Linked DNA regions of Mus musculus: all the other regions are linked to region 2. A link is a contact called in public Hi-C and HiChIP or PLAC-seq data. All regions are on one chromosome and are shown on one strand. The core of a region is the stretch at or near the end of the contact, and the rest is flanking DNA. Distances in the headings are between cores, read along the strand shown. Region 1 has its middle 68 kb from the start of 1700020D12Rik. Region 2 holds the start of Sox11 (SRY (sex determining region Y)-box 11). Region 3 has its middle 19 kb from the start of 1700020D12Rik. Region 4 has its middle 6.9 kb from the start of Gm46326. Region 5 has its middle 100 kb from the start of 4933409F18Rik. Region 6 overlaps Gm46326 (a long non-coding RNA gene).

Region 1 (2,700 bases), core at 100-2,599, 660 kb after region 2:
TTTTAGGTGATTTACCCTCCCTTTCCAATGACTTTTGCTGTATGTGATGGTATTTGGCCAAAAAAAAAAAGTATTACTTGGAATTAGCACTTATTATATATCAATCAAACACTGAGCTATATTTAAACATGAGTCACTCGTGCCTGGATCAATTAGAGATAAAATGTTTTAAATGGATGCATTATCATATCTCAGAAGACCAGACATCCTCACAGGCATTCCTGACCCAAGTAATGATCTCCTATAAATCCACAGAAGGGAGGAAGCCAACTGGAGATCTCAGAGCTGACGTGAGAACCAAAGAAAGATGATTATCCATTCAACACTGTGGGCTACGGAGACGCATAGGTGTGATGGAGGGTGAGAGGCTGTAAAACTGGGGCTGTCCTGTTCCTCAGTGTGACAGTGAGGACCATGGAGACCCATGGGTTTGACTAAACATGAGAGGCTGCAGACTTGGTCCTGTAATGACCCTCAAGGTGATATCTAAAGTCCCAGAGCACTACCATAGCACTTGAGAAAGGCATTTCTTTGCAGATCCATTTGTATAAACCCGGAGATACTTCTAATGAAAAATATAGAAAATCAGTGGAGCATGTGTTTATGTGCCTGCATACACGTACAGCTCATGTGTGGTCAGAGGGAAAGCTCAGGTGTCAGTCATCAGGCACATTAACATTTTGTTGTTGTTGGGGACAGGTTCTTCCTTTAGCCTGGAACTTTTGTCGGAGTACTGACTGCGTGGCCATCAGCTTCCAGGAATTCACCTGTCTCTGCCTCCTGTCTGTCAATGCTGGGATTTCTATTGACTGCCAATGCCCCTGGACTTGCATGTAGATTCTAGAGACTCGAATACCAGTGTTCGTATTTACTAGACAAGCACTTTAGTGGCTGAGTAACACCCTGAGCCAAAGAAACACTTCTTTATTTGAACCCTCACCCACCCATAAACATACACCACACTCAGTGATAAGGTTCTCTCTTTCTGACCCCAGGGGCACTATGATAAGCAACCCCTCTCCCGGGGGCTTGGCTACACCAACTTTCCTTTTGAGTACTATGAGACTTTGACAGCAAGTCACTTAACTCTGTCCAGCAGCAGCTGGGTGGGTTTTGCATAATTAATTATTTATATCAAGGCAGACACAGTAATTAACATCCAGATGAATATGATATTCTGATCAGAAACACTTTGCATTTCAGCCATCCCTCAAGCAAGTAACTGTCAAAACTGGACTGTTTGACAGAGTGGGGCCTGCCAAGCCCCTCACAGACATCTGCTCTGTAACAAAAAGAACAGATTCCCTGAGCAGCGTGTACACACTGATTTCAGTAGGCAAGGAATAGCTCTGATTGCCTTCTCAAAAAAAAAGCTGGTCGATTCTGTCTGCTCCAAGCACATCTCCCAGCGTCTCCCAGAAGGACTGAATTTTAAATGGAAAAATCTATGTTGCTGTGAATGCCAGCCCCGCAAGTGTAGTCAGATGCAAGACCCTGCTCGGTTACTCTTCAGATGTGTGAAAGGACGTGTCAGGAAATTACTTTTCACCCTACCACTGCTAGAGAGCCAATCGTGTATGACAATCATTCTTAACAGCCAAGCAGTTACTCGACACCACATTTTCCTACCATTTGTATTGGAAATGGAAACTCATCAAGCATAGGGTTTTCTGGAAATGGTGGAGAACCACCCCCTACGAACAGCTTCATCATGCTCTGCATCTTAATGCATGGCCTCCAACACAGGGACAATGGCAGCAGGGCTGCTTCCTAGACACAGTTGGATGGAATCCTCTACAGCCATTTTTCAATTCAAAGCAGAGTGGCTATTGCCAAGAAATATAATTACTGCTCTGGACCTGTGATTTTGACCAAGATGGGTTAGGTTATTTATAATCCAATTAATCATTTTGATGTCAGTCAGCAAATACGGATGAAGAATCAAAGGGTACAAATGTCTGTCCTGACACTGCTCTTCAGGACCGATATCACTAAAGTGGATCTCTCCACCTACAGTTTCTCATCCACGAAAAGATAAATAAATAATAAAAACACATAATAAAATAAACATAAAAATAAACAAGGACCAGTTAGTTAATGTTTCTAAAACCTTCATGAAATGCCTGTTATATTAATCAACAACGAAGAGAAAGAGGCCAGACTGCCTAAAGGACACATTTTGTTTTGTGGAGAAACTAAAACTTTTTTCTCTGGTTTTTGAGCCACTTCTAGTTCTTAGGTATAGCTGATAAAAATACAGTATACTCAACTAATTTGAAATTTTGTGTTAATAAGTTTTAACATACTACTACATATTATATAGGAATTATATATAAACATAAGGTCCACCCAACAATGAAGTGTTTGGATATAATTTATTTCTTACTTCTCTGGAATTTAGAATTGCTTGTCTGTATTCAACTTGTCATTTATCATGGAGGGCTTGAAAAAAATGCCATGTGACAATGCATGAGACAGTTCTAGGATTCCCTTTCCTTGGTAGAATGAACAGGCATCATGTCCTTACATAAACACATACTTAGCAATACCCCAGTTCACATGTTTTACACAATGCCTTCCTCTACTTATGTAGTTCTAGCTGGAGATCAAGATGGCATTATGGGATAGATCACCAGGTGGGGCAGTCTCTAGATGGTCATTCCTTCAGTCTCTGCTTCACACTTTGTCTCTGTACTACTT
Region 2 (2,700 bases), core at 169-2,668:
CAACATTATTAAGACTGAGGTTAACTTCAATAATACACGTGCTTGGATCGGTGCTTTTCTTTGGGGTGAATACGATAAGGGTGAAATACAGGGACCCCTCCCCCCTTTTTAAAAATAAAATGGCCTATGAAGACCTGGCACCATTCTATGTCCGGAGTGGGGATGTGTGGGAGATGAGAAGTGTAGTACCCTGTGCAGTACACCAACCTGAAAGGAAATATGTTTAGATAATTCCACTAGTCCCGGGCGGCCGATTTCTCGGGTGAGCAACTCCGGGTGGGGTGAGGGGCTGTAGATCTTAAGAACCAGCCCCCAGAACTGACAGTGGGTAGGTATGAGGAAAACAGGGTGAGCAGCCACGTTAAACAGAAAGCAGAAAGGCTTCGTTTCATTGTCCTCAGAAGAGCCATAGGTGGGTAAGAGACAACACAAAGAGAAGCGAGTTTCCAAGGAGCCCGGCAAAACCAGTAGGCAGGAGCCACCGCTCCAGCGGCAGCCTTAGCAGGCAAATAAGAAATATCTTCGCTTTAAACGAGAGTGCACTTCATTTTAGCTTTGGTTTGTACCGTTGGGTTAAAATAGCAAATGACCCAGAAGGTGCGTGCTGGGAGGCAGAGCTAGGGTTTCAGGACCGAGCTGCAGGGGAGGAGGGCGTAGGTGATGGACAGAGGAGGCGGGACGCGGGGAGTTGGGGAGGCCTATGGAGTAGAAAGTGGGGGAGGGGCGGCGATGCTGAGTCCCGGGCTGTTTCACCGATCCGGCCTGAATCCGTGAACTCCTTTCCGAACCGCTCCGGAGCCGCCCGGACACGGCGGTCTCCGAAGACCGTTACTCCAGCCGAACCGGCAGATGCGCGCGATCCAGGAGGGAAAACGAGAGGGGGAGAGACGGGACAAAACCCTGCGGGTGCGCGGGGAGGGGGGGAGGGAGGGCCCGGCGACCGGGCTCTAGAAAGAGGGAGAAAAAGAACCGGAGGATGAGCCCACGTGCACGGTGCCGCGCGGTGTCGAAGCGCCACCTTCTGCTGGATAGCGGCGCAGCGCGATCGCGCGCGGGTTTAGGGCGCGACGCGCCCAGGATGAGCAGGGGCACCCACTCGCGGTGCCCGGGTGGGTGCATCTGCACTGGGGTTCAGTCCATCGTCCCGCGCCCTTGAGTCCGCGCTGGCGTCTCTCGCTCCGTCCTGCATCCGCCCGGGGGACACGCGCAGCTGTGCGCACTCGCGGATTTCTTTTGAAAAAATAACATATTTCTAGACAACTCCCCCCGCCCCCCATCTTTGCAAACTGGCCAGGAGGCGGGGCTGGAGGTGGGGCCCGTGGTTAATAACGGGAGATAGGCGGAGTCGGGACCAGCCATTGGCTGGTGGGAGTAGTGATGTCACCCATATGACACCCTGATAACGAGTTGAGAGAGAGCCCTCAACTTTTTGCAGAAGAAGCGCGCGCGCCTGGGAGTGCTTGGGGTCCGGCGCTTGCGGCGGCTGCCAGGAGTGAGAGAGCGAGAAATCAAGCGAGTGAGAGAGAGAGCGCGGGTCCCGGGCCGCCGCCGCCTCCTCTCCGGTCGCCGCCGCAGCCGCCGACGCAGCAGGGAACGGGGCCGGGGGGGAGGGGGGCAGCCGCGGACGCGCGCGGCCAAGGACTTTGCAACTTGCCGGAGAAGGTGGAGGGGCGGGAGGGGGAGGGGCGCCCGCGCAGGAGACCGAGCGCCCAGCCCCGCCGCGGACCATGGTGCAGCAGGCCGAGAGCTCGGAAGCCGAGAGCAACCTGCCCCGGGACGCGCTGGACACCGAGGAGGGCGAGTTCATGGCGTGCAGCCCGGTGGCCCTGGACGAGAGCGACCCGGACTGGTGCAAGACGGCGTCGGGCCACATCAAACGGCCCATGAACGCCTTCATGGTGTGGTCCAAGATCGAGCGCAGGAAGATCATGGAGCAGTCGCCCGACATGCACAACGCCGAGATCTCCAAGAGGCTGGGCAAGCGCTGGAAGATGCTGAAGGACAGCGAGAAGATCCCGTTCATCAGGGAGGCGGAGCGCCTGCGCCTCAAGCACATGGCTGATTATCCCGACTACAAGTACCGGCCGCGCAAAAAGCCCAAGACGGACCCAGCGGCCAAGCCCAGCGCGGGCCAGAGCCCCGACAAGAGCGCGGCGGGCGCCAAGGCAGCCAAGGGCCCCGGCAAGAAGTGCGCCAAGCTCAAGGCGCCTGCGGGCAAGGCGGGCGCGGGCAAGGCGGCGCAGCCGGGGGACTGCGCCGCGGGCAAGGCAGCCAAGTGCGTCTTCCTGGACGACGACGATGAAGACGACGACGAAGATGACGAGCTGCAGCTACGGCCCAAGCCGGACGCTGACGACGACGACGACGAGCCCGCGCACTCGCACCTGCTGCCGCCGCCGACGCAGCAGCAACCCCCTCAGCTGCTGAGGCGCTACAGCGTGGCCAAGGTCCCCGCCAGCCCCACGCTCAGCAGTGCCGCCGAGTCCCCCGAGGGCGCGAGCCTGTACGACGAAGTGCGCGCGGGCGGCCGGCTCTACTACAGCTTCAAGAACATCACCAAGCAGCAGCCTCCGCCCGCGCCTCCCGCGCTGTCGCCCGCGTCCTCCCGCTGCGTGTCCACCTCCTCATCCAGCGGCAGCAGCAGCGGCAGCGGCGCCGAGGATGCAGACGACCTCATGTTCGACCTGAGCTTGAATTTCT
Region 3 (2,700 bases), core at 106-2,605, 710 kb after region 2:
ATGTTCCTGTAATTGTCCTTATTGTCAGTTGTCATCGATCCATTGCTGCCCTTGGGAAAGCATCATGCAATATGTACTGCAGTGGGATCTATATTCCCAGGCATTCACTCAAGTCTTAGACTATCTTGGAGATGAGGAGGGACAACTAAGCCACTGCATCCTTTTGGAGAATAAAGAAAACATGTTTACTACTCATCTTAAAGGGCACAAAACTTTTGAAAGTACTTGTACTACTTGAACATGCAATATTACTCAGCATACTCAGACTGCTAGCAGAACACTTGCCTGAAAATGATAGCCAGTCAAACAGCAATGCTTTGGGGGATTAACAGAAGGTATTTCATGTACCCTGAGTCTGTTGCACAGACAACAAAGGCCATATTCTTAAAGATTTATTTATTTATTTTATGTAAGTACATCGTAGCTGTCTTCAGACACTCCAGAAGAGGAAGTCAGATCTCACTCAGGATGGTTGTGAGCCACCATGTGGTTGCTGGGATTTGAACTCAGGACCTTCTGAAGAACAGTCGGTGCTCTTAACCACTGAGCCATCTCTCCAGCCCGAAAAGGCCATATTCTTGAATGTGCAGCTGTCACCTGAGGTTTGGTTTGATCCAGGCAAGGACTGCCTACATTATCCTCCATTCAAAGCCCATTGTGATTTCCCATAATTATTTGGCATATGTATCATGAACCTCTAGGATTTTCAGCACCTGGGAAGCTTCTGGCCACCAGACCTAGGGGAATAATTACTTGTAGACACAAAAGTTAGCCAAAAGGCTCTTTCACTTACAAGACAAACCCTTTACAGATGCATAAATGCCCAAGCCTAGAGAAACAGCTGGCTATCACAATAGGGCACTGGTATGTCACCCTCTACCACAGAACTCCCAACATCATTATGTAGGGAAGCAAGAACACAGATTGCACAGATGTGACATAGTACATGCAAACATTCACAGAAAGGGGAGATTGGAAATAGGTATCCAGAGTGTTTACCTGTGGGTTAATTGGGGAAAATCAAAGTTACATTCTATGGCAGTTTGTTGGGAGCCCAAGGCAACCATGTCTACCTTTAGCAAAGAGAGGTCAGCACACACCACTAAAACGAATTGATAACTCTATTAACCACCACAATTAACAGTTTTGAATGGGGCTAGAAATCTATATTTTATCCCCAATTATTTTGTTGCTGTTTCCATTAGAGTTTTAAGGATCAATGTGGGAACAACCCAATATTGCTTTGGGTAACAGAAATTTTATTAATCCTATTCTCAGACTGGCAAAGCCAGGTCTGCCCTGTAACAAAATCCTCCAGCATGCATGGGGTTAAGAGGCAGCATCCAGCTCCACCCCCACACAGTGTGTTCATCTCACTGGCAAGGCAGCCTCAACCAATCTTTGAACACAAAAGCACAGCATGGAAGGGGGGCTGCCTGCCTCATGGTTTTCCTATGATTTCCTACATAAAAATGAGAGGAAAAACAAAATGCTAGGCTCCCCTACCCAGTCTTAGTAAGGATCCTTATTAGACGGATTGGTCACTGCTAGTGTCCTGAGTGAGATTCTATTTACTGGGTGCACAAAAGCAGACAAAGCCACAAATGAGCGGCTCTGTCACTCTTGCTCATAGGAGAGTGTACAATTCATGCAGGAGGCTCCTCCGCTTCTGGTCGCAATGTTTGTCAGGAGGCCTAAAATCCATATGTCATGGTTATCGGTTTACCAGGGAACAGGGCAGAGTATGTTAGGTACTGGTAGTGGCTTGGGTAGCAGATGGTGGTCTGCTCCCCTGACACACACACACACACACACACACACACACACACACACACTCACTATCCTACTTTTTTTTACTACCCCCTTTTTTCTCTAGTCCCTGGTTAGTTTTCAGTGGTCCTGAACCAGCAGGCTCTGGATTGCACATGTGATGTGACTTTCCCTGGGCCCCTTCTATTTTTAGCCACATGAAAGAAACCTAGAATCTGTAAGAAAGCTATCTCACCTTCAAGTTTCCCTAGAAAGAATTTAAATTTCTATTCAAAACAGAGCTTGTTATAATTGGGATAGGGATGCTCTTCCCTCAGGCACTATGAGTCAATTAATTGGTTTTTTTTGAAGTGTTAATGGGGAAAATTTTTTTGACCTTTTCCAGAGTTTTTCCATGGAAGCTATTCATGAAAATTGCTAAGCTATTAAGCAACCAATTTTGGAGGCCACAAAGCTCCATGAGCTGTGTAGGCTTGGTGTGGGGGTGGGAATAAACATACAGCATGGGTGACTTCTTTGGTCATATCAAGAAAAGTACCCGCTTGATTAAAAAAAAATCTCCTTTTATACAGAGGCGTAAGTGTGATGGATGGATAGATAATTTAAGAGAGAGAGAGACAGAAAGGAAGCAGTGAAATTGATTCTGCAAAGTCTGAACTACACCAAAGCAGCCCTTGTGGCCTTGGGTGCAGTCAGATCTTCCTAGGCATTGCCTATTCCATGTAATAAATTAAAGCAACAAGGGAAGAAAAGTATAGAGAAACCACTCACGAGAAGCAAGCTCCGGAACAGAGTTCCAGTGCATAGACGCCATCTAAAGATTCTTTCAGAGCCCTGAAGATCTCCAGTAAGCTTAATGGTAAACTGATCTTGGTGGGTGAATTCATGTCAGCAAATGCAATCGGTTTAAATTTTAGCATCTTCTACTTA
Region 4 (2,700 bases), core at 104-2,603, 700 kb before region 2:
TGTAGGCTGACCTTGTTCATGACAATCATTTAGAAATCAGGGTCTTCAGTCTTTAAAAAACTGTTTCTCATCTCTTTGGAGATTGTTTCTTTGTTTGTGATAGATAGAAACAAGACTGCTGAGGACTCACAGGAAAGGGAGAAGAACTGGCAGCAAGTTTCTTGTTACAGTTGTGTTAATCACCTTTGTAAGTGGAATTGCGAGTCAGATGAGTCTAACAAGTGGAAAGGGAGACCTATGAATGTGGCTGAGCCATGTAGTGAGTAGTGAGTGGTATCCAACTTTGGTAAGACTCTCACAAAGAAGCAAATCAAAGCATCACACACACGGTATCACTAAGACTCTTTCAACAGAGTTGACACACACAGTACCAGTCCCTGTGATAGAAAGTTACACTGAAATGCATCTCCTCCAGCACTGACCCATATTCAAGTGACATTAAATGGGTTATTTCTATTTTCTAACACAATGGCAGGCCAACAGCTACAGCACATGGCAATTTTCAGTTCTGTGGACTGGAGAAAATAGACGTGAGCAAGGAAATATAATCACCTAATTTGAACTTGGCCTGAGCAGTAGAATTCATTGACTAATGGTGGCTGGTGTGAACATGTGTGTGTGTATGAGTATATGTGTGTGCATGTGCCTGTGCATGTGTGTGTGTGTGCATGCGCGTGCATGAGAATTTGAGAGACTGTGTTTGTGTATATGCTTGTGTGTGTGTGATATGATGAGTAGGAACAGAGTAAGAAACAAAGTCAGATCTCTCCCTTTCTCCTCTCCCTCCATCTCCCCTCCCTCCTTCCCTCCCTCCCTCCCTCTCTCCCTCCCTCCTTCCCTCCCTATCTGCCTCTCTCTGCCTCTCTCTCTTTCTCTCTCCCTTAATCTTTCATCAAGTAAACAGGATTGGCATAATATTTTCTCTGTGCTTATTCTCTTATATCAAGGGTAAACCTCGCTGTAAACACGGCCAAGCCATGAGTTTGTCCAGTGCTCCTTGGCTTGTCTGACATTGCCCAGGCTTATCTCTGTTCAGCTTGCAAAATGTAAGATCAGAGATGAGGATAAGAGAATTGGTTTATTGACTAGGGCTGCAGAGGACACAAATCTGACTTCCTTGTCATTGACTGCTGAAGGGACCATGGGGTGAGGGCACAGAGCCCTCTAATGGTATATAAGGATATAAGGAAGCTGAGCCCAATAGTCCTGTTTGGGGTTGAGCTGTGTCAAATTGCCAACTGGAGGTCTCCATTAAAACATGCATAAAAATGATACAGCACAGTTAAACGTTCCTGAAGGACACTTTAGGCATAGTTTTAAATATTACGTGACATTAACTGAGGAATGGCAGCAATCCACATTTATTACACAATTAATGTTTGCAATGTCTCAGAGCTTTGCTGAGGTCATGGTAATTTTCCAACTTGCTGTTTTGTTCCTTGTAACTCTGGTTTAACATCTACTACGCACTTAGGTGTCTCAAACATGAACTCATGCCTGTATGTAAACGATTTCTTTAAAGAAGATATGTGAAGAAGCACTCAACTACTCTTGAAAAAGGAGAAGTTTGGGTTACTATCCTCTTTCGTTTTCATGCTGGGGACTGCTTAGGTGCCTTACTCGGGCTTTCTGCCACTGACCTATAACTCTGATGGCTTAGCTCTAATATTTACACATGACACAGTCATTTACACTTTGCCTCAGTGTTGAATATTTTAGACATGCCTGTTTCAAAGTGTAGAAATCTCAGAGCAGAGCTTTATCCTTGTTTGGCTTCTCCAACTATACAACAGAAAGAAAAGTTTAGATCAATTAAGTAGTTACAGTACACTAAGATGCTGTTAAGAGTGACTGATGTGTCTATGGAAATATTTGTTAACAACTGGTGGAAATTGCTTGAGGATGCTCCTATCCAAGTGCAACATCACATGAGCATGCATTTAATTTGTGTACACAAGGGTGTGTCACACAGAGCAGACACTGAGAGGAACTGACACATTTCAGAGTTCTCCTTTCATCTATTTATGAACAATACCAAATCTTCAAATATAGCTTTTGTGAATACAACATTATATGAGTGATCATGTATTCCAAAGAGAATTTAAATTAGAGCTTCTACTCCACTCCCAGTGCAGTAGAAACTATAGCTCTAGTATTCTCTCTTAAATGTGCACCGTAGATATGGACATCACTCAAATGGCTGCTGCCTTCAGACAACCCCATGTCCACAGCAAATAAAGGGGGAAAGAGTCTGAAGAATCAGTACCATTTCCTTACTGATCACATTTTACAACTTTTTCTTGAGCTCAATGACATGACATCAACAAAAATTGAAATTACAAAGTAATAATAAGAATTTGGAAAATTATACAAAATAAATGATCCTAGAGATCAGAAAAGGATGTCAGATCCCCCGGCACTGGAGTTAAGGATGGTTGTGGACCACCGTGTGAGTGCTGTTAATGGAACCTGGGTCCCCTGGAAGGCCATCGATTATTCTTAAGTGCTGAGCTATTCCTTCGTCCCTTGCTTTAACTTTTTATCTTTTTAAGAGATGAAATGGCACTAGCAACTGCTCTCATGGCTGAAAGCCAATGCTGGACTGAAATCCCATAAGTCAGTTCTGAACGTCATGAACCTTTGTCATTCAGGGTTCCAAAGGAGCTTGATTTTCAAACATAACACAAGGGTAAAGTTCTC
Region 5 (2,700 bases), core at 59-2,558, 610 kb after region 2:
ACTAGGCTCTTGGGTCATTAGTTCAATCCCTCTATCCCTGTTCTGCCTAAGAAAGGGTTTCTCATGCCCCAGGTGAGGGCAATCCTTATCACCTCTTTACCCCAAGGCCACCAGGGGAATGTGGCCCCCATAGAGGCCTTACCTGAAAGGGTCATGGTTCTTCTCTAGTGCATTTGTTTTTTCCTGTTTAACAAGTTGACAGGAGCGATTACTCAAAGACCAGCAGCCAGCTCTCCAGGTCATCCAACACAAACAAAGCATCAGCACCCTGTCAGGGCCTCCACAGTGTCTGTACCACTTAAACACTTCCCTGCATCTATAGGAACCCATGGGATTCAGGGCTCTCCAACCCCACACTTACCAGCACACAGTTACTTGCTGTGGTTTTATCTTAAAAGGTAGCATGAAGCAGGTCTTTGCTTCAGAAGTGGGGTGTCAAAAATATCGAGGGAAGCATGGAATACCAAAAGGCCTATGCCCTGTCCTCTATTTGCTTTCTGCCTTAGTATAATAAATGATCCTCCCCAAACCATGGAGTCTCCCAGAGAGACTTATCCACAGTGACGATACCCAAGCTCCAAAGCTTTAGGTAGTTAGGAAAAGGAAGTTATATTGCAGTCCCAGCCAAGAACATTCTGGAACTGATCATTGGCTTACATCACAGCCCCCCTTCACCCCCCCAGGAGAGCATTGGCCGAATCAGAAAGCCATTTTAACCTTTAATTATTTATTATACACCTTTCTTCAAAACCTGGTGTGGGACTCTTAACAGTATGTAACATGAGACAAAAAGGACACAGGGCTTGTGTGGCCACTTGATTCAAGAGCGTCTCTGAAGGGACATGTGTACCTTGTTATTTGTGACCAGAATGTGAGAGCCTGCCTTGATCAGCTCTCTCAGGCTCCTACCCTCCTGTGTTCTTGCCCTCTGTTCCTGTGAAACTCCAGCCCAAGTCCCTAGCCCCTGTCCGTGGGACACAGCATTCTGTCTTCTCAGCTGCCACCATATGCTCAGGTTGTCACATGGTTTACAGATTAGGGGGAGTCACTCTTGACTAACATATGACAAGAGGCAGTTGTCATTAGCACACTAAACTCTGTGGACCCAAACCTGCTCTATCCCCAGTGAGCACGTAGCCAAGCCTGATCCCCGATTCTGATTAATGGGATTGGCAATTAAGAGAACAGCGGACGATGGAACAACTGCCTCACCCTTCAAAGCAATTTTGCCTTTGCTCTGAGGTAATGAAGAGTAAACAGAAGGCTGTGATAAACTCAAACAGACAAGAGTCACATGCCCTCCCCCATCAGCACCATTTTTCATTGCTGCAATTCTGAGACCTCGAACCACCAGAGGAGCCCAGTGTCTGCTGGGTGCAAGCACTGATTAATAATTCTGCACTTTAGACTCCATAAGACATGTTCTTTGCATTTCTCCAGGTGTCAGGAGAAAAATTAAACAACAGTTTAAAAGGCATTAAGTGGATATTTCCACTAGCATGCTCTGTCCTGTCCACCTTGGGTGTCCTTTGGATTGGCAGGTGTCAAGATAAAGGCAGCAGATGACATGGCTTACATTTCAAAACCTGTCTTTCAATCATCTTGGTATGTTAAATTATTTCATTGAATTAGTGCCTCAGACTCTGGTGAAGGAAAAAAAATTAAATGTTCACCAGGACCAGTAGTCAGGTGGGTGTGCTGTGCCTTTAATTTCTCATTCACTCGGGGGTCAGCAGAGTAAATTTCATCTGTCTCAGTTAAAGTCAGACACCTCCCCCTTGTGGTTCAGTGCAACCCATTCAATCCTCTTATAACCTTTGTTCAGGTGTTCTGACTGCTGCTACAGGCAGGATGCTTGCCAGAGCACTCAATGATTCTGGTCTGATTATCTAAATAGTGATCTGGTCCTCCACTAACAGATGGCCTTGAGCCTGATTAAAAAAAAAGTAGCTAAGAATATAAAGAGACCTATACTTTAGGCATATAGTTAATTTGTCCCAGAAATGTTAGTTTCCTAAATGAAGTATTTTATATGCTTAGCTACATGCTATGAGTTGTTTTGTCAACAACATGCTATTTGAATGACTGAAAACTATGTATCTGTTCTACACATTAAAAACTTGTATCAAGAATATATAAAGAGTATCTACAAACAAACATTTACAGAGCTCTGCCCTGACCCTTCTGCAACTCATTCCCTAGGCCACAGCTTGTCTGGTAGCCCTGAAGGCCTGCTGCCACCTGGGACAACAAGAAGCCTGAGGCCATTAGGGACTACTAGTTCTGCCTGCAGCCCTGGAAGCCTGCTGCCAGCCAAGACAGTCAGTTCTACATGCAATCCTGCCATCAGGGACTATAAGGTCTGCCTGCATCCCCAGATACCTCTTGCAGCCAGGGACCACCAGGCCTGCCAACACCAAGGACAGCCACAGAGCTAAAGGCCAGTATAAGGACACAATCAATAAAAGCCACGGCAATATTGGAGCACTAGAACCCATTCTAATACAGCAAGCCCTGGATATCCTAACACACCTGAAGCAAAAGAAAATGACCTAAAATTTAATCTTCTGAAGATGACAGAAGCTTTTAAAGAGACACTAGTAAATCCTTTAAAGAAATATAGAAAAATACAATCAAGCAGCTAGTGGTCTTCAAAGAGGAAAGAAAGAAATGTAAGGAAATATAGGAAAGTACAACCAA
Region 6 (2,700 bases), core at 88-2,587, 710 kb before region 2:
CACTGTATCATCCTTTTATCTATCATCTATATCTACTTCTATTTAAAATATATGTATCTTACAAAGTTCTATTTAAACTGCTAGGGTAGAAAAAAATTCAATGACCTTATGTAGCTGTGAACTCTGGGAACTACAGTAATGACTACTCTGATGAAATATGGCTACTGGTACAGCAATGTCATGAATGTTGTAGGAGCATCCAGATACTTTATGATTGAATTTAAAGCCCTCTTCACATGACTGAATTCATAGCTGGGATTGTTACCTGGGCCAAAACCCCGTGTTTCTCTAGTTATAGGCCCTAAGAAAGAACTGAGTATTATTATCCTGATAGCTGGGTATAAAAACCAACTGCCTTCTGTAGCAATTCACTACCCATAGGTTATTCATCTCTCTCCCCTTGTCAGAGAAGTTTTTTTTTTAATACCAGATGATGATTAATACAAAACTGGTCGATATGCAGAGAACAGGCCTTCCTTTATAATATATGTGAAAAAGAATCAGAAGTGATTACTGCAGTGCTGCATATTTGACACATAGCCACTAAGCTGAAGAACAGGTAATTGGTTTCCTAAGATTTCCCAGAAGACCAATAATTATGGAACCAGAAATGAGCTCTGAGTCTACTTTCTCTTAGAGAGGTTATCATCTATCTGTTAATAACAGTTTTATTTATGTTGCAAAATATTGGGTAGAATAATAATACATACATGCCATATAATAATATGATAGTAAATAATATTATTAGTTGTGTTGCTAAATGTTGAGCAGAATAATAACAATATCTTTTTATATCTTCAGATCTTCAAGAAATGTGTTTGCCTGAGTTATGGCATGAAGACTTTGAGGTTTCTAAAGGAAGTGGAGCAGGGACAGGGTTCCAGCACACCTCCTTTCACACATACTGCAAGCACTGTAGTGGGAACTTCCAGCAAAACCCAGGCCCTATTCTCTATCAAAGAGACATTTTTGTTCTACTTTTTAAATTTTTATTATTTAAAAAAATTTTTTGTTCTATTTTTAATTTCCTGAAAATACTCTCTCTCTTACATATAGCCTGATGACTTTAAGCAATTAGAGGGTGTTGACAGGCCGCCATACAGTTTCTTTCTTCCTACATCTGTAGACTTTGGCCTGTTTTTTTTTTTTAAATCGAAATTCTTAATCTATTTTAATAATAAAAAGATAACCACACTTGATACCAAGCAGTTTGGCAGAGTACTTTGTGGTAAGAAGTCAGCAGTAGCCACACACAGTGGGCACCTCATCAGATCGCATGGTCCTCTCCTTGCTTCATAACAGGATCAGAAACAAATGCCATCTCACTACCAGCAGGGACTGCACTTCCACTCACCATTCATTTGTGTTTTATTTGATTTTGATTTTGAGGGTTTTTTCTTTTCTTTCTTTCTTTTTTTTGGGGGGGGGAGAATTTCATGCAATGTATTTTAATCTTCTAAAAAAGTAGTTCCATTTGGGATGGGAGCTTTTCCTTCTTCACAGACAGACCCAGAGCAGCAGCAACTCCATTCCTGTTCTAAATCTTCTCTGTCAGGGGCCTGTCATCTCTGATCCACTGACTCAGCCATAAAATTCATTGCACATCAGTTGCTCAAGCACTGCTGGTTAAAATTTATTTTTACATTTGATATCAACTTGAAATGCAAGTAAAATGAGAGGTGGAAGGGAGGGAGGAAGGGAGGAAAGGAGAGAGAGAGAGAGGAGAGAGAGAATCATGAATCATGTCTTCCAAATGACAGCTCTCTGGATGGAATCTGAAGCCTGAAGCAAGAGGAAATTTTCATTAACAGTCAGATTACATGTCATTTTGATTCACACTCCCTAAGCAAGCTAATTTGGGCTGCAGCCAACCCTCTCCAGCATGATGACAACACAGCAGGCTTCACTGACTCCCTTCCATTGCTAATGAGTCCTTGAGTGACAGCTATGGTCTCAGAGCTCCCTGTGACACCTCACCCTGCAGTGTCAGAGCAGCTGCGGTCCCCTCCCTGCTGAGTGGTGGTGTTGAGGACAGGCTGTGAGGGTAAGATCACCCGGGCCACCTTCACTCCATCTGTGCGCATACCTGTCTGTACACACACCTGTGCCCAGGCTCACCTCTCAGTGATGCTCGGCACAGCATTGCCATGACAAAATGAACTGTGCTGATAGCTGGGCTCCTCTGAACACGTCTGCCTTTTACACCAGGGGATTAGTCCTTCTCTTCAGTATGTGTTCACCTGAGTTATGGCTTTGCTGAGTTACAAGCCACTTCATTTTTCATGCATGAAGACAGCCATTAAATTTTTTTTTAAATCTCTAAATTTCACTCAGTCTGATTTTTAAAAATCTCTGCTCTGTAGATCTTTGCCCTGAAATCTAAATATTGGTTTACCTCTGTGTTTGTTTCCAGCACCAGTTAATCAGACCACTTTCATTCCAAAGTTCCTTTGGTTGACTGCTGGTCTGAGCTGTGAGTGGAATCCTGGAGAGTAAAAATCCTCAAGCATTTGATTTGCTACCTCTTGCTGAGAATTACAAGGTGAAGTTCAGAAAACATGCTCACCTCTTGTCATCTTCTTGCTCTCTGAAGAATAAACTCAATCCCTAAGCAAGTGGAAGGAGTGGTGGTAGTGGTGGTGGTGGTGGTGGTGGTGGTGGTGGTGGTGGTGTGTGTAAGATTGGGTGCTGGGATTCAGT

Evidence for each region. Hi-C and Micro-C count contacts between places; a contact is called where the count stands out from the background. HiChIP or PLAC-seq counts read pairs in DNA pulled down with a chosen protein or histone mark.
Region 1: a contact with region 2 is called in a Hi-C map of cortical neurons, with 2.3 times the contacts expected there. The contact joins the enhancer-like site here to the promoter of Sox11 in region 2. A contact is called at or near these places in 4 of 39 promoter capture datasets (the C10 cell line, hippocampal neurons and liver), 2 of 484 Hi-C or Micro-C datasets (cortical neurons and myocytes) and 11 of 115 datasets of contacts at active chromatin or transcription factors (astrocytes, craniofacial prominence, embryonic basal ganglia and 8 more).
Region 3: an H3K4me3 HiChIP or PLAC-seq map of neural tube shows a contact between it and region 2, with 10 times the contacts expected there. The contact joins the enhancer-like site here to the promoter of Sox11 in region 2. A contact is called at or near these places in 6 of 39 promoter capture datasets (cranial neural crest, frontonasal cranial neural crest, hippocampal neurons and 3 more), 6 of 484 Hi-C or Micro-C datasets (cerebellum, cerebral cortex, cortical neurons and 3 more) and 13 of 115 datasets of contacts at active chromatin or transcription factors (astrocytes, craniofacial prominence, differentiating embryonic stem cells and 9 more).
Region 4: a Hi-C map of the N1E-115 cell line shows a contact between it and region 2, with 10 times the contacts expected there. The contact joins the enhancer-like site here to the promoter of Sox11 in region 2. A contact is called at or near these places in 4 of 39 promoter capture datasets (the 3T3-L1 cell line, hippocampal neurons, maxillary cranial neural crest and 1 more), 1 of 484 Hi-C or Micro-C datasets (the N1E-115 cell line) and 7 of 115 datasets of contacts at active chromatin or transcription factors (craniofacial prominence, embryonic forebrain, embryonic hindbrain and 4 more).
Region 5: a Hi-C map of cerebellum shows a contact between it and region 2, with 3 times the contacts expected there. The contact joins the enhancer-like site here to the promoter of Sox11 in region 2. A contact is called at or near these places in 9 of 39 promoter capture datasets (the 3T3-L1 cell line, cranial neural crest, embryonic stem cells and 6 more), 16 of 484 Hi-C or Micro-C datasets (the N1E-115 cell line, cerebellar granule neurons, cerebellum and 11 more) and 19 of 115 datasets of contacts at active chromatin or transcription factors (astrocytes, cardiomyocytes, craniofacial prominence and 14 more).
Region 6: a Hi-C map of the N1E-115 cell line shows a contact between it and region 2, with 8 times the contacts expected there. The contact joins the enhancer-like site here to the promoter of Sox11 in region 2. A contact is called at or near these places in 2 of 39 promoter capture datasets (hippocampal neurons and second pharyngeal arch cranial neural crest), 7 of 484 Hi-C or Micro-C datasets (the N1E-115 cell line, cerebellar granule neurons, cerebellum and 3 more) and 13 of 115 datasets of contacts at active chromatin or transcription factors (astrocytes, cardiomyocytes, craniofacial prominence and 10 more).

Annotation. Positions count from the first base shown.
Region 1 is chr12:26,679,095-26,681,794 of GRCm38.p6, reverse strand. No RefSeq gene overlaps it. Among named protein-coding and RNA genes, the nearest start is that of 1700020D12Rik, 68 kb to the right of the region's middle. Within about 2 kb of position 1,349, at least 17 of the 459 cell types and tissues checked have an H3K27ac peak or open chromatin away from gene starts, as enhancers often do. A contact at or near this core is called in cortical neurons, where this site is marked.
Region 2 is chr12:27,341,436-27,344,135 of GRCm38.p6, reverse strand. It overlaps Sox11 (SRY (sex determining region Y)-box 11), which reads left to right and starts at 1,418. Exons shown (of 1, transcript NM_009234.6): 1 at 1,418-2,700. The coding sequence starts at 1,728.
Region 3 is chr12:26,630,681-26,633,380 of GRCm38.p6, reverse strand. No RefSeq gene overlaps it. Among named protein-coding and RNA genes, the nearest start is that of 1700020D12Rik, 19 kb to the right of the region's middle. Within about 2 kb of position 1,355, at least 51 of the 459 cell types and tissues checked have an H3K27ac peak or open chromatin away from gene starts, as enhancers often do. A contact at or near this core is called in cerebellum, cortical neurons, craniofacial prominence and 4 more, where this site is marked.
Region 4 is chr12:28,037,049-28,039,748 of GRCm38.p6, reverse strand. No RefSeq gene overlaps it. Among named protein-coding and RNA genes, the nearest start is that of Gm46326, 6.9 kb to the left of the region's middle. Within about 2 kb of position 1,353, at least 8 of the 459 cell types and tissues checked have an H3K27ac peak or open chromatin away from gene starts, as enhancers often do. A contact at or near this core is called in the N1E-115 cell line, where this site is marked.
Region 5 is chr12:26,733,044-26,735,743 of GRCm38.p6, reverse strand. No RefSeq gene overlaps it. Among named protein-coding and RNA genes, the nearest start is that of 4933409F18Rik, 100 kb to the left of the region's middle. Within about 2 kb of position 1,308, at least 8 of the 459 cell types and tissues checked have an H3K27ac peak or open chromatin away from gene starts, as enhancers often do. A contact at or near this core is called in cerebellum and stem cell-derived motor neurons, where this site is marked.
Region 6 is chr12:28,054,953-28,057,652 of GRCm38.p6, reverse strand. Gm46326 (a long non-coding RNA gene) reads right to left here. Exons shown (of 3, transcript XR_003950132.1): 3 at 1,613-2,700. Among named protein-coding and RNA genes, the nearest start is that of Gm46326, 11 kb to the right of the region's middle. Within about 2 kb of position 1,337, at least 2 of the 459 cell types and tissues checked have an H3K27ac peak or open chromatin away from gene starts, as enhancers often do. A contact at or near this core is called in the N1E-115 cell line, where this site is marked.